Linked DNA regions of Bombyx mori: region 2 is linked to region 1. Evidence: chromatin contacts called from public Hi-C data. All regions are on one chromosome and are shown on one strand. Each heading gives the region's core, a stretch centred on a gene start, on an enhancer-like site or on the middle of the called end of the contact. The rest is flanking DNA. Distances are from core to core; before and after follow the strand shown. Region 1 overlaps LOC101742255 (monocarboxylate transporter 14). Region 2 overlaps LOC101742394 (monocarboxylate transporter 14).

What was found. A called contact is a pair of places that touch in the nucleus more often than the background predicts.
Region 2: a Hi-C map of whole pupa shows a contact between it and region 1, with 3 times the contacts expected there. The contact joins two enhancer-like sites. A contact is called at or near these places in 5 of 7 Hi-C or Micro-C datasets (midgut, an unstated tissue and whole pupa).

What each region holds. Positions count from the first base shown.
Region 1 is chr17:14,878,469-14,883,453 of ASM3026992v2, forward strand. It overlaps LOC101742255 (monocarboxylate transporter 14), which reads right to left. Exons shown (of 6, transcript XM_012690786.4): 2 at 3,995-4,985; 3 at 3,284-3,742; 4 at 1,399-1,620. Among protein-coding and RNA genes, the nearest start is that of LOC101742100, 15 kb to the left of the region's middle. Within about 2 kb of position 2,348, at least 1 of the 8 cell types and tissues checked has open chromatin away from gene starts, as enhancers often do.
Region 2 is chr17:14,917,279-14,922,263 of ASM3026992v2, forward strand. It overlaps LOC101742394 (monocarboxylate transporter 14), which reads right to left. Exons shown (of 7, transcript XM_004926626.5): 2 at 3,556-4,967; 3 at 1,262-1,496; 4 at 1-88. The coding sequence starts at 4,713. Among protein-coding and RNA genes, the nearest start is that of LOC101742394, 4.4 kb to the right of the region's middle. Within about 2 kb of position 1,968, at least 3 of the 8 cell types and tissues checked have open chromatin away from gene starts, as enhancers often do.

The sequences.
Region 1 (4,985 bases), core at 1,098-3,597:
TCCAGCGGTTTCCGCGACCATTACGAAATGCGTTCGCAGGGTTTCTAGAATGTGCTAGAATCTTGACAGACCGGCCTAAGCTGAAGTTAATGTTATGATGACAGATAATAAACGACAGATGAAGACAAATACCTACTAGAGCGGTTTTTGGCACAATCAAAATTATCATAACAGTTCTTTGTAGTAGATAACTACTTTCCAGGCCTGTGGTATTTTTGGAGTCCGTCGGCGAGGGGAACCACTTATGACGTACTTAAGCCACATGTGCGCGTTTTCGACACCCATACACACTTCGAAAACACACATTACCACCGGCCAGCTGTAGCCTTTATATCTCTTCATTGATATACCGCTATATTGATGGTGAAACAAAAATACTTTTTAACGACCTTTGTAGACATATGAGTACACGGCCCAACTTGATTGGTCACTATTGCCCAATGGACGTTAGCAATGGCAGGGGTACAGGCAAGCCAAATACTAGCGTTGAGGAATCTCCTAAAATTTCGCTTCAAAAAGAATGTGTCACAGCGACGGGAAACATTAAAAAAATAAAGTTCCAAAGTATGATGGTACATGATAAAAAAACCTCTGCAAACGTACTGTGGATGAACTGTTCCACTATAGATAAACTATGTTCTTGTGTATATATCCTATATTATACGCTTTATATCAACTTCACTTGTATGTATGTTTGTATGTTTGTAACTGACTCCTTTAGATGCGATTTTGACCCACTTTAAACAGCCAGATTTCATTCAAACTCTGTAAATTTAACGAGGACCGATGACAATTCAATATTTAAAAAAAATTGGAAAAATAAAATTGAAAAAAATTATTGAACAAATTGAAATTCAAATAACAAATTTAAAATAAATAATAGTTTAAAAAAACTAAAAAACACGTTTTATATAAAATTCAACTAAAAAATAGAAAATAAATTAAAATTGAAAACAGTAAAAAAAAAATTTTTTTTTATTGTAAAAAAAGCGTGGAGTGCATGGTGTTATTAGTTATACACAATATTTTTCTGACAGATGAGTCGACTATTATCAAAGCCGGCAATCTGACTTTTGGACAATGATTGGTAAATCAGAAAAACGAATTATTGACTTTGTATTCCATTGGCAGTCACAAAACTCTTCGGAACGACATCTTAGATAAATAACAGGTTAACTATTAACCTTTATTTAATGCAGGTTTTGAACCGTATTCTTTGAAGGAGACGATTATATTCAAATCAATCTGAATTGACATATCAATAAAAAAAATTTGTCCAAATGCACAGATTGCCACCTTTGATAATAGACGACTCAGATATGAGTAGAAGAATTATTATTTCAATAATATCTTAAAAAGCACCCTTAAAAAGCAAAGCATTTTTACTATAATACTTACTATTCCAATTATGGTAGCAATGCCAAAAGTGCTCAGTAACCAAGAGCCGTCTACTTCGGAGTAGCCCCGCATCTGCATGAAACTGGATATGTAGAAGTAAGGTACTATGAACCATATGAACAGCACCAGCGTGGATAAGTTCATCATTAGGAAATGGAACTCCGTGAACATGTTGAAATCAAATGTTTTGTTGATCGTGTCTATTAGTCGTCGTCCCCATGTCTAAAATATAAATAATACATCGTCTTTTATAATACGTCGTCTTTTCGCATTAAAAGTGTACAATTTCCAAAAATAATCGAAATTGAGTTAATACGCGGAATCATTTGGTATCACCAGTATTTTTCTCATAAATACTGTCAAAAGAGTGCAGTTTAGTGTTAGTTTTTTTTTAGTTTACCTATATTTTAACTACTATTAACAAAATTAATACATAATTTTATCTTACTTTAAAAAACAGATAATGTAACTGGTGAAAACTAAAAAATAAATGTTTTAAAGATGATTAATATTAAAAATATCATATGTCAATATGATACAAAACCTTTAAAACACTCTCCTGTAAAATTTTGTAAGTTTTGAGATTATACAGTTTTAATTTTTATTTAATTAATTTAATGCGAGAAGACAATATGTAAGATTCGTGCGAACAGAACCTGAGAGAAAACGGTTAGAAAGGGAGAAAGAGAATAATAAATAAAATCCTGCTGGCTGAGCTTTTGCTCGCCCACCCGTCCTGGTGAAACTGGAAAGGCCTCTGGGCAACAAATATACCTCAATCGTAAAAAAAAAACAATAAATGCGCAAAAGTGAAATAGTTTTAATACAGTTTTAATGCGAGAAGACGACGTGTATGTCGTTTGAAGGCAGAGTTTAGGGTAGCGGTCTACCCCGGAGAACATATCGTGTTGGACTCAGTTTTCAGAAGTCTGTCCGGTCGGTGGAATGAACAACATCTTATGCTCAGCTCGCACGACTCTGCCGAGGTGATGACGTCACCGTCGCTTGCATCTCATTGACAATTCAGCTTCTATACAGGTAACCCTCAAATAACACGGTATTTTACAATACGGTTTCACTCTAAAAAAATCCCCAAAACCTTCTTTAACAAGGTACATGAACCACACGATAGCGAGATTTTCGTTTAAAATTATTTAGAAAATTACTTTTTGCGCTATGAATACACAATACATGGGAATAAATGAAATTTTACTGCGTATTTTCTTATGTTTAAAAGATAAAAAAAACACATAAAGCCTTAGTTACGATGTTTCATTCAGAAAAAATACTCTCCTTTTTGTACTGGCTTCTAGTCTCATACAACACGAGACTTTGCAGAAATGTCTCTGCCTTGTTATAGGAAGGTTACATGTACTATAATAGATCTCTCGGACATATAAACAAAAACAAAAATGATTTGGATCCATTTCTGAAAATGTGACCACTCTGATAAAACCAGTGACAAAAACACAGTGTGTGGGTCAAAAGATCATCAGTCTTTTTGTGATTTGATTTTGTACGCACTATTCTCCATGATCAGTGATTTCCAATTACATGATTTATTGAGACAAAATTACAACGACAAGTAATTAAGATAATGTCAACTAACTTACAGATACGATCGATAAATATAATCGACTAAGAAATTAAACTGATAAGTAAAACGATTTCTTTGTTCACGGATTCAAATAATACGGTAATCGCAATTAACATGCCCGATTACGGAAAACCAATTCTTTTAGTAATGTTCGTATCGCACGTAGATAAGATTCTGAAGATTGACTACTTTTCCAAAGAAAAAAATTCTCTCATATTAGACTGTTTATTAGGAATATGCGACAGAATCTACTGAGGGAGATTTATAATAACAAATCAGGTAGCTTACCTTTTCCTCGTGGTCTTCAACGGACCACATAGAATTTCTATAAATATCTGGACAAGACGACGCACGGAGTTTGTACTTGGCAATGTTCATCATTGCCCCGCGATGCATTATCGAATTCCTGTGCACCCTTATCTCTCTGAAATAATGATGATCGGTTTGGATCTGTCTCGAGAACCAAGCCTGCCGTTCAGCTTTCGGTATTATGACCTTGTTTTCTGGTATCGGTTGCAGTAACTTCTCCTTCACAACGTCCAGCTTAGATGCAAAGTCTTTCTTCTCTTTCTTACTGAGTTTCAGCTTCATGGACATTTTCACTGGTTTCGCTTTGGACGGGGGCGGTTCTGTGGGTAGTTTCTGTTCGGAATTACTCCTTAGTGCAAGTAATGATGGATAATTCTGTAATACTATGTTATAAAGTCGCTTGTTTGATATAAGCTGGTCTAATACTTCTGCTGGTACCTGAAATATAGGCAGTTTAATGATTTAGAGGATCAAAGGTATAAAATTAATTCATTAATATTATGGATCATTTAGTTATGTATAATTTTTTTATGTAGGTATGTCTATGAGTTTTACGGTAATAACTTATGAAAACCACGTCCCTACTGCTTATATATTTTTTGTCATTGTCGCTCTTGCTACATGCGTTTTCAATTATAATACTTATAGTTATAGAACTTTAGTGTAAACAATATTAATAATTTAGGGTACCTTTTCGCTTTGCTTCAAAAACGTAGGTAAATTTATCACTGAGCTAACTTTATGGTTGGAAAGATCCGCATTAGCTTTTGTAGCAGCCTCCAAGCTTTCCGCTTCGGCAATCGACGCGACTAATGCCGTTAGGATATATTCCGGTGTCTCACCACTCTTTATCATTGTCTTAATTTCCTCGACTCCAGGGTACATGGACTCCGCTCCACCAGACTTTGCAGATCTAGCCGAGATCGACATAGAACTGGAAGCTCTCTTTGCCTTACTCAACTGTCTTTGCTTTTTTTGTTCCAGAATCAGCCATTCAGGGTCCCTCATGAGCATACCACACACGCACACGTTTAGTACCGTGCCAGCGAGTAGTAGTAAGGCACCTCTCCAACCGTATTCATCAAGTAAGTAGGTCGTCAAGGGAGAGTAAATAAATGTTCCAAAGCCAACTCCGCACGAGCCGAGCCCGACGGCTAAGTTACGGCGCTTTTCAAACCAAAACGCTATTGATACGACAGCTGTAACATACAATAGTCCCATACCTAATCCAGCCATTATACCATAAGTAACATATAAGACTTCAACGGAATTGCTGAATGATGCAGCAACGAATCCGATTGTAGACGCAACCCCGCCAACTATAGTCATATTCTTGCATCCGTATCTGTCGACTAAAGCACTCATAATTGGCCCAGCGATCAATGGAACGGATATAAACAAACTTCCGATAAGCGAAGTTTTCGCTTCGCTGGTCTCGAAGTAAAGGACGAACTTGTCATTTATCAGCCCGTAAGAAAATGCCAGGCCGTCTGCTACTGTCGCTACTAGAAATGAAGCAGCCACAACCACCCAGCCCCAACCGCCATCTGGTATTTGCGGAGTTGACTCCGGCGGTGGTCCACTAGAACATATACTATCTGCATCTCCTAGCCCAAAGAACTTTACACCTTCATTAGTTGATGTCGCATCATCTTCTTTCCCGTCTTTATAGTAACCAACC
Region 2 (4,985 bases), core at 718-3,217, 38 kb after region 1:
CTCAACCAATCTCTCTTGTTCTCTTTACTGTCTTGTTTAACTAGAACGACATCTTTAGTTTCGGAAATAGTCTTCGCTATTAATCTTTCTGTGAAATAAAAAATAGAGTTTAGTATATATATATATTTATTAATATATAACGCTGAAGAGTTTGTTTGTTTGAACGCGCTAATATCAGGAACTACTACTGGTCCGATTTGGAAAATTCTTTCAGTGTTAGATAGCCCATTTATCGGCTGTAGGCTATATAACATCACGGTAAGACCAATACAAGTGGGTGTATGATTAGGAATTCAATGGAATTTTGAATTAAAATTGATAGATATTCGAATAGATGAAATTTCGAAACATTTATTTACATTCGATCATAGTGGAGTAAAATTATAACTATTTTGCATTCTTATAGTACCAGAACTATCCTAGCCCATCAAAGGTCTCAGAGCAACTCATTTCAACTATTTCTATAGGGACAGCAAGCGCTTGACATATTTCCAGTTTGGTTCATTTCTCAATGAAACACCGAAAATACATCTAAATTATTTGAAACATAATGAAGATGTGATTGCACAAACGAACCTACTAACAACAGAAACAAGTATTTGCTTAATAAATCGCTTAAAACTATTATGATAAAGCTTTCTCCTCCTCTAATCGATCGCTCATTACTGACCATAGTGATACGCCCGCCTGAGACATTTTCTTGGGAGTTGTAGCCACTTAGGCCGGTCAGCGACACAGTGAAGTGTGTCGCTCAATTTCATGCCCAGGTGCTCGGACACTTGATCAGTCCATCTTTTTGACTCTGACCTCTGTATCGTCTTATAAAGCTTAGCTTTCAGTCATCATTCTCCTGCTCTTCTCCCAGTCACCTGGGGTCGGCGCAACATGTTTTCTCCTTCCATACTCCTCTATCATATATCATTTTTTCGCTCACTCCCCTATTACACATACCGTCTTTCACGCAAACGATCCATTTTTTCTTAGGTCTACCTATTCCTCTAAAGCCTTCCACATTCATAGTTAACACTGCCTTAACCACTTAGCTTAGCTTTCAGTAATTTAGTAAGCCCAATAACATGCTTGCCAATTTTGTAATTACTTAGCTACAAATTCAAAATTAGTCACATTTTTATGTCCACACTTCTACTTGCGTTGGAAGGCAAATAAGCTGCAGAAGGCCGAGTAATTGGTGTTGTTAATGGACATCATGTAGCTGCTTACACTACTACCGGCCTAATTAAATAAAAATCAAATTCCTTACCTCGTTTATTATTATCTTGATTCTCATCAAAATTATTTTTTCCATGTAATTCACATATATCTGAATACGTCCTTTGCACATTTTTGGGTTCGGCGTACAGTGGATAGTCCTCAATCCTAGCTTCTCTTTTTAGCCGTCTCTTATTCGAGTTCAAAGCGAACTTTGGGTATTTAACTTCGATTTCGTACTCTTTACCGATTGTTTTAATTAAAGTTTCTAGTGCGGATAACGATATCTGTAACATTCAAAATATTTATCTCGAAGTGTACCACAGCAACTAGGAAGGCTCGGTAACCAGGAGAGGGGAAGTGAAGGAAACATTAATTCAAGAGTCTGCCCGCCAAAAGGATTTCTATCGCATAAAAAACACCGGATTAAACGACAAAGATTCTGCTTAACAATCACGGCTCTATTGTTGAGCACGTAGATGCTAAAATGGCATAAAACGAAAAAGCTTGCGTAGCGGTAGGCAGCAGCTTGGTTCTGCCCCTGGCATTGCTGAAGTCTATGGGCGACGGTAAGCACTCACCATCAGGTAGGCCGTATGCTCGTCTGACTTCAAGGGGAATAAAAATAAAAAACACACACATAGGCTGTAAAACGGCACTCATATAATATTTTCTTTTGATATCCAAACGTACACAGCGCACTAATTGTTCAGCAAAATCCCGACATAAAATCCGACATTACATACGTTATCAGTAAACCACTATCTATTGTACAAACAACGGTGATCGCGATTTTATTGACGTCTGCAACTATGCCGCTGAATCGACTCTCGTGTTTTTGTAAAAATAATTCAATACAAGTCATTAGAAACGTTCGTATCAAAAAAACTAAATATGTGCCTTTTTAAAAACAATCGGAAGGCAACCCAAATGTTTGTCGTTAGTCAAACGCAAAATTCTTCCTTACTTACAACCCTAGCAGCAGTACTTTCGGTAGGCAGTAGCTTGGCTTTGCCCCTGGCATTGCTGAAGCCCATGGACGACGGTAACCACTCACCATCAGGTGGGCCGTATGCTCGTCCGCCTACAAGGGCAATAAGTAAAAAAAATCACATTGCGTAGTTTTAATAGTCTAAGAACAGTATAGTGCTAGCCATCATAGAGTAGAATAAATAGCAAAACCCTGAATCGCGCTAACAGCATTTGTAAGATAAGCTTGTCTAAATAAAAGTTCCGAACAACACTCGTTCGGTTGAAGGTCTTTCATAAACAGCAGACATTGAACTCTTTTTCAGTTCAATAACATTTTCTTCACTATTTGTTATCCGATTTTTCTTTGGTACCTATTTTGTTATTAGCTTTAGTGTTATTAGTTAGTGTTAGTCGTCGCGGCCTAAAGGATAAGACGTCTGGTGCATTCGTATCTAGCGACGGTATTTAAATCCCGCAGGCCACAGGTACCAATTTTTCTAATGAAATACGTACATAACAAATGGTCACGATTGACTTCCACGGTGAAGGAATAACAGCGTGTAATAAAAATCAAACCCGCAAAATTATAATTTTCGTAATTACTGAATATTATATTGAGTAGTCACGGTCGAGCATCGACCGCTACACACAAACAAAATAATTAAAAAATGCCATGCCCAGACGATATTATCATAATACCATATTTTTATTTTAGATCAATGCCTACAAATAGCGCTGTTTCTGGCCTTGCTGACGTCCATCAGCGACGGTAACCACTCATCATCATGTAGGCCTTAGCTCGGCGCCCTACAGTGGCCCGAAGGCCTGGCCAGCCTGGATGGGCGAGCACGGACTCGGAGTTTTGGATTTCAGTGAAGTGCCCGAACGCTCCCACGCGATGTAAGCCTAGTGCTGTATATGTTACGGTAAAAGTAGATATTGCAGCAAATGGTGTACATTTATTTATTTATTGCTTACATGGTTGGAAGAGCACACAGCCCACCTGGTGTTAAGTGGTCACTGGAGCCCATAGACATCTACAACGTAATTGCGGCAGGGTGGTAGTACCTACCCTTGCGGACTCACAAGAGGTCCTACCAGCAGTAATTACGCAAATTATAATTTTGCGGAATTGATTTTAATTACACGATGTTATTCCTTCACCGTGGAAGTCAATCGTGAACATTTGGTAAGTACGTATTTCATTAGAAAAATTGCCTGCGGGATTCGAACACCGGTGCATCGCTCAACACGAATGCACTGGACGTCTTATCCTTTAGGCCACGACGACTTCAAATCCATCCATTTTATCCATCTAAGCCCTAAGCAATAAAAAAAATCGAACACTAGGTTATATAATACAATTGTTTTTACCTTATCATTTTGAGTAGAATACGTCGGAAGATCCACCACAGATTTCGACCTTGGTCTACCCGAAGTTTCTGGCAAAAAAACAATTTTCTGTTGCCTTATGGTTTCTGCTTCTTGTCTTATCACAGTCTCTGGGGATACTCCTCGTTTTATCAGTCCCTCCATGAATTTACCTCTCGTTGGAGAATCAGCCTCTTGGCCGTGATGATTCGAAATTGACAAAGTACTGGAGTTTCTCGTACTCTTCATATCTTTCATTCTTTGTCTCTTCTGTTCTATAATCCACCATTCGGGATCACGCATCACACAGCCACAGACGCATAGATTCAGCAGTGTCCCAGAAAGCAGTAATATGGTTCCCCTCCAGCCGTATTCATCAATGAAATATTGGGTCATTGGGGCGTAAACGAATGTTCCCACACCAGTACCACATGCCCCAAGACCTACAGCTAAATTCCTCTTCTTTTCAAACCAATAGGCGATTGATACGACGGCTGTGACGTAAACCAGACCCAATCCAAGTCCAGCGATCACACCAAAAGTGATCATCATCATTTCTAAAGTTGTCGAGATTGATGCCAACACAAAGCCTAATGTCGATATAATTCCACCGAGTATTGTCATGCTTCGACAACCATATCTGTCTACTAAAGCACTCATCACTGGTCCCGACAGTAATGGCACAGCAATGAACAGACTCCCGATCCAGGCGGTCGTTGATTTGCTGGCCTGAAATTCCTCTAAAAATTCTATGTATAGCAAACCAAAGGAGAAGCTGATGCCGTCAGCTATCATGGATATCACGAACGACGAGAAAACGACCACCCAGCCCCATCCTCCGTCTGGAATGGACACTTTATCATCTCCAGCGACCGATCTATCAAAGTCAACGTCTTCATCGGCTGGATTTTCAATTATTTTGACATGATTATTATTATTCCTTTTGGTTTTATCGTTGAATTTAAATAGAACCGCTTCTTTGCTGCTTATTTCCAAATCGGGACTAGAGAATGAAGTTGTACCAATGCTGGTCGTGTCTTCTTCTCCTTTACCGAATCCAGAAGTGGATTCTGATAGAAGAGACTCGCGTACGACGTCATTAGTATCTTTGGACCTGGGCGTCCTGCTGCGCTTCAAGACAAGGCCACATTCATCCTCCATCGTTTATGGTAAGCTAAACAAAAGGCTGCTACGATACTTGATATAATGGTCCTTAAGTTCTTAATCTTGGGTCCCTTGCTGAGTACCTAGTGGCTTGATGAGCCACGTTTTGTTTCAATGCGCTCTGGTTGGGTACCATTAAAGTGTATTTCTGGGTGACGTCACCCATGCAGGCTTGGTGGTGTTACGCGGCGTTGCGCCACGTCTCAGCGGTTAGATAATTTGAGTTAATTTAGTCGAGTTCCGTGGCGAACCTGAAATCGTTAAAGAGA